Regions from separate parts of the Rattus norvegicus genome. Here region 2 is linked to region 1. Evidence: chromatin contacts called from public Hi-C data. All regions are on one chromosome and are shown on one strand. Each heading gives the region's core, a stretch centred on a gene start, on an enhancer-like site or on the middle of the called end of the contact. The rest is flanking DNA. Distances are from core to core; before and after follow the strand shown. Region 1 has its middle 57 kb from the start of Thy1. Region 2 holds the start of Hyou1 (hypoxia up-regulated 1).

Evidence for each region. Hi-C and Micro-C count contacts between places; a contact is called where the count stands out from the background.
Region 2: a Hi-C map of Schwann cells shows a contact between it and region 1, with 7 times the contacts expected there. The contact joins the promoter of Hyou1 here to the enhancer-like site in region 1. A contact is called at or near these places in 2 of 12 Hi-C or Micro-C datasets (Schwann cells and mammary epithelial cells).

The regions. Positions count from the first base shown.
Region 1 is chr8:53,227,777-53,230,407 of GRCr8, forward strand. No RefSeq gene overlaps it. Among named protein-coding and RNA genes, the nearest start is that of Thy1, 57 kb to the right of the region's middle. Within about 2 kb of position 1,290, at least 7 of the 93 cell types and tissues checked have an H3K27ac peak or open chromatin away from gene starts, as enhancers often do. A contact at or near this core is called in Schwann cells, where this site is marked.
Region 2 is chr8:53,601,537-53,604,167 of GRCr8, forward strand. It overlaps Hyou1 (hypoxia up-regulated 1), which reads left to right and starts at 1,346. Exons shown (of 26, transcript NM_001034028.1): 1 at 1,346-1,388; 2 at 2,314-2,411. The coding sequence starts at 2,321.

The DNA of each region.
Region 1 (2,631 bases), core at 40-2,539:
CGTGTGCCTGCACCTGCATGTGTGTGCATTTGTGAATGCATGTGAGAGCATGTGTACACATCGTCCTGTGTGTGTCTAGGGGTGTGTTTGTGATGGGGTGGATGTAGGTGTGTCTTTATAAACAGGTTCCTGAATAAATATGTATGGTGAACCCAGAGTTTCCCCTCCTAGGCATTGCTCTTCTCTCCATGACAGCCAAAGCAGGCCGAGGTTACCCAGAAGCCTTCTGGGCCTGAGAGCAGAGCAGCCTCCAGGGATGGTCTGGTCAGAGCATTGCTCAGCTCCCACCTCCTCTGCGTCAGGCCCAAGATGTCCAGACCCACTTGCTAGGAAGGCTTTGCTAGGGCTAGGGGCTCCCCTAGGCCTGCCTCAACTCCTTTCTTCCCCGACCTGGACTGGATTCTGGCCTCGAGGCTCTACCCCCATCCTTCTCCGAGTATCTCAGTGCCTCTCTTGGGTTCAGGTCTGCAGAGAAAGCTCCTCCATGGCAGCCACCTTGGCTACTTCCACCTGTGACACCGCTTAGCTTTTCCACCCGAAGCTTGGAGTCTCTAATGCTGCCCTGCAGTCATTAACTGCAGGGACACACACCCCTCCCGCAAGCATGACATCCCCAAATGCACCGACAGCCATCCAAAGTCAAGCAATTTCAAGTGAAGGCCATGAGCGGAACCTCTGCTCCTCTGCAGAACCAGGAGCAGGGCAGCATCTGCAGAGAGCAGAGGACCGCTCACCTGCCAGCCCACAGGCAAACAACAGAACAAAACAAACAACAAAACAAAACACACTAACCCAAAGCAAGCTGCAGGGGGAAGGGTTTATTTCATCGTGCACTTCCCAATGACAGTCCATCACAAAGGGGAGCCGAGACGGAACTAGAGTAGTAAAGACCTGGAGCAGCCATGCCTGTCTGGCTTGCTGGGCTACCTCTCCCCCCTCCCCCTCCCCCTCCCCCTCCCCCCTCACCTTTTTTCTTTTTCTTCCTTCCTTCCCTTCTTTCTTTTTTAATCTTCCTTTCCTTTTTAGTCTTCCTCTATAACTTACCAGTTTATTATTTTTGACTTTTTAGTTATTCTTTTTCACATCATGCACCCCAGTCCCACTCATCCCCCCCATCCCCCTGTATCTGCCCTCTGCCCTTGCAACCACCCTCCCAAAAAAAACTAAACAAAGCATAGAAAACATCTCCCCACAGTGTGTCAGTGTGTCCCACAGTGTATCCCTCTGTCCACACAGCTTCACTTGCGAATGTTCATTGCAGTGAGTCACTGGTCTGGTTCGAGATCGCTGGCTTCTGCCACACTGTCAGTACTGGATCCTCACCGCGACTCCGCCCAGTTGTCCTGTGTTGCCCTGTGACATGAGATCCCGCAGCTTTGGATCAGCAGGGCTGGCCCTTTCACATGTCCCAGCAGTTCACAGATGATGTAGATTTTAGGGTGAGCCAACATGGAGCCCTGGATCTGGGCCTGGGTGGCAGCTCTCCCTTAACCGAGCGCCAGCCACCAGGGAGTTCCCAGCACTAGCTGGGCCACACAGCCTCTGGCAGGAGGCAGGGTCAGCTCTCCCACTCTCATGCCCTCCAGGCCGGTTCACCCACACCCACACCCACACCCATGCCTCTGGAGTCAGCTCCACTGGGCTGCCCAGTAGCAAGGCAGGGCCCACTCTCCCAGGGGCTGTGGCTGGCAAGGGGCAGGGCCAGCTCACTGCTCTCATCTCCACACTGCCTCAGATGATGAGGGTCTAGAGGGGGCGATGGCTTATATGGCCCTTCTAGGGAAGGGCCACTCCCACTGGTCCGGGCCCTCCTGTAATAGTTAGAAATTAAGGGGGTTGGGGATTTAGCTCAGTGGTAGAGCACTTGCCTAGGAAGCGCAAGGCCCTGGGTTCGATCCCCAGCTCTGAAAAAAAAGAACCAAAAAAAAAAAAAAAAAAAGATATTAAGAAAACGCCTTACAGACATGCCCGCAGACCAATCTAATGGAGGTGGTTCTTCAGGCGAGCGACCCTCTTCCCAGGTGACTCTAATTTGTGTACAGATGACAAAACTGACTAGCTCAGAAGCAACGCTGCTCCTCCCACCCCCAGCCCCCAACCCCCCAATCCCTAACCCCCAGCCCCCAACCCCCCAACTCCCCAGCCCCCAATCCCCCAACCCCCCAACCCCCCAACTCCCCAACCCCCAGCCCCCAACCCCCGGGGCAGTCACAGATAGGAGTTTCAGGAGTACAGGAATTCAGAAACACATATTCATACATAGATACATAGATACATACATCTGTATACATACATATGTCATATACACATGCATATAAACATACGTACCACCATATATTCTGTATGTTCTGTATATGTATATCCACCCATATATACATGTGCACGCCATGCATCTAGCCATCCAACAATGCACATTACCGGATGTCCTGGTCCCTCACACCCTGAGTTGGACACATTGAGATCTCCTCCCCCTCCTTGTCAAAGTGGGAAAGAATCCAGGGGGAGGATGTTTTCCAAAGCTTGTTCCTTGGTAGCGCTGACTAATGGAACTTCCTGTGGTGTTCTGTATCTGTACTGTCCCCTGGGCGCCACCATCTCTAGCCACACATAGACACTGAGCATCTGAAGTGT
Region 2 (2,631 bases), core at 96-2,595, 370 kb after region 1:
ATACGTGTGCATTGCACACATAAAAGGGATAGGACCGACAACTTACATGCCCATCACTATGGCAGATAAACCCCACACTATGCAGTGTTGTACACAATGTTGTACAGTCGTAAGGAGGCAAATCCCACCAAATAGAAAATTCTTGGTTGAAAAATAGCAAATAACTGTGGTTTTTTGTTATTGTTCAGAAAATGTTACTTTTCTAGAGAGAGATATGTGTGCAAATCAAAATGAGCAAGAACCTTAACATGCTATAGATGAGAGTGGAGGGTTGTGTCGGGGATTTACTTTTTTTTAATAAATCTTTCCAAGACTGCATTTGTTTCCTCTGGTGTGGTTACACTGCCTTATAACTTTAAGCAAAGGTCTGTTTCTTTTCTCTTTTTTTTCTTTCTTTCTTTTTTTTTTCGGGGCTGGGGACCGAACCCAGGGCCTTGTGCTTGCTAGGCAAGCGCTCTTTTTTTTTTTTCCTTTTCCTTCCTCCCTCCCTCCCTCCTCTCCTTCGTGTGTTTGCGTGTGTGTGTTTGGTTTTTTGAGACAGGGTTTCTCTGGGTAGTTGTGGAACTTGCACTGTAGACGGGCTGGGCTTGAAGCACGTAGAGATCTGCCTGCCTCTGCCTCCCAAGTGCTAAGACTAAAGGCCACCACCCTCCAGCCTGTTTATAATTTTTATATCACGTGAATATTAACTTCTTTCCTTTTTATTTTTGAACAGTGCTGTTGATGGAATCCAGAGCCTCAAGTGCAACAGACAAGAGCGGTATCACTGAGCTACGTTCCCAGCCCTAAAAAGAAAGTGACAGTACCAAATCGAGGTTCAGAGTTAAAGCCAAGTTCTGTCACAAACACGGCTCATCTCCCGCCCATCAGCAAACATCATTTTAATGGGATATATTTCTTCAATGAAACCGGAAGGTTCGAGTAACGCAGCGGTCCTCAGATAGCATGCCCAAGCCCAGGGCAAACGTAGGCGCTGCAGCGAATGCAGCTCAGTACTATTCCTTCGTGCGGATGCCCCAGGTAACCGGAAGAAGGCCGCGGACTTCATATCCCACGGGCGCACCTGCTCCCACGCGGGGCCCGGCTAAGGTTCCGCATCGAAGCGTCTAGCACCAAGGTTGGAAGAAGTCCCGCGAGGAGCAGGCCGCGAACCGTGACGTGGGCCAATCCGCAGCCAGCACCGGCAGTTTCGTCCCAACCGGTACTCAGGCCCAGCTCCGGCCTTGGGGGCGGAGCCGGAGAGGGGCGGGTCTTCTACGTGGCCCAATGGGGACGTGCGCCGGGTCTCGGGGGCGGGACCAGGTGCGCAGAGCTGGGCCGGGCAGCGGAGGCGCCAATGAGCGTGCGCCGCGTCCGGGGCCGGCTGGTACGCGAGACGCTGCTAAGAGGTTGGTGGCCACTGTAACAGTTTGCAAACGAAGGGGAGTTGTGAAGGGCCTGGGGTTGGGGTCGTGCTGCCGGCCCTGTGGGTACGTCCTCGCCGTGTTGAACCTGGAGCGAGGGGCGCAGGAGCTGAAGGCCAGAGGGAGCAGGGGTGAGGATGGAGCAGCGGTCGGGCCGCGGCTCCTAGGGGAGGCAGCGTGCTAGCTTCGGGGGCGGGCCAGTAGCGGGAGCGAGGGCCGTACGGACACCGGTCCCTTCGGCCTTGAAGTTCAGGCGCTGAGCTGCCCCCTCGCGCTCGGGGTGGGCCGGAATCCATTTCTGGGAGTGGGATCTTCCACCTTCATCAGGTGAGGCTTAGGTGAACACTCATCCGGCTAGTAACCTTAGCCTGCACAACGTCTGCGTAGGCAGCGGGGCCCAGGATTGGGATGGGCAAGGAGGGTGGGCTGGACAATGCTCCAGGGCTGCAGAAAAGGGGACAAACCCATTTATGCCAGCCATCCCCAACATCATCACCTTCCAGTTCCTGTCCAGGCTCAGCCTGGCTTTCCCTGCCACCAGGGGAGCTCCAGGTATAAAGTAGTTGAGCCAATTTCGAGGGTCATAGCCATGCTCCAGGTGTTTGACAGGTACAGTGCTGTGGTGTGCCAATTACTTGCCTGTACATGGACGGAAAAAAGGTCGAACCTCCTCCTCCTTTGTCTAAATAAGTGGTTGAAGGCCTTTTTGCTTCGGCCCGAATGTAGGACACCTGGGAGGATGTTTAAAATGATTGAAACTCTCCAGGAAGGAAGAGAAGGGTTTCGAGCTGCTGTGCTTTTAGCCAAGAGTGCAACAGATAAGAATCTTAGAGCTTGTCTGCTCTGGGATGTGGTTCTGTTTCCTTCTTCATTCAGCATCCAGTTACAAGTGTTTTTCCTCCTCCACCAGGGTCACAATGGCAGCTACAGTAAGGAGGCAGAGGCCAAGGAGGCTACTCTGTTGGGCCTTGGTGGCTGTCCTCTTGGCAGACCTGTTGGCACTGAGTGGTATGTACCTGGCAGAGGTGTCAAAGCAGAGTAAATGTAAGAATAAAACAGCACGGGGCTGGGGATTTAGCTCAGTGGTAGAGCGCTTGCTTAGGAAGTGCAAGGCCCTGGGTTCAGTCCCCAGCTCCGAAAAAAAGAACCAAAAAAAAAAAAAAAAAAAAGAATAAAACAGCACACAGTGCCTACCTGAGTTTAGGGTTGCTGGATCTAGCCTTTTTTC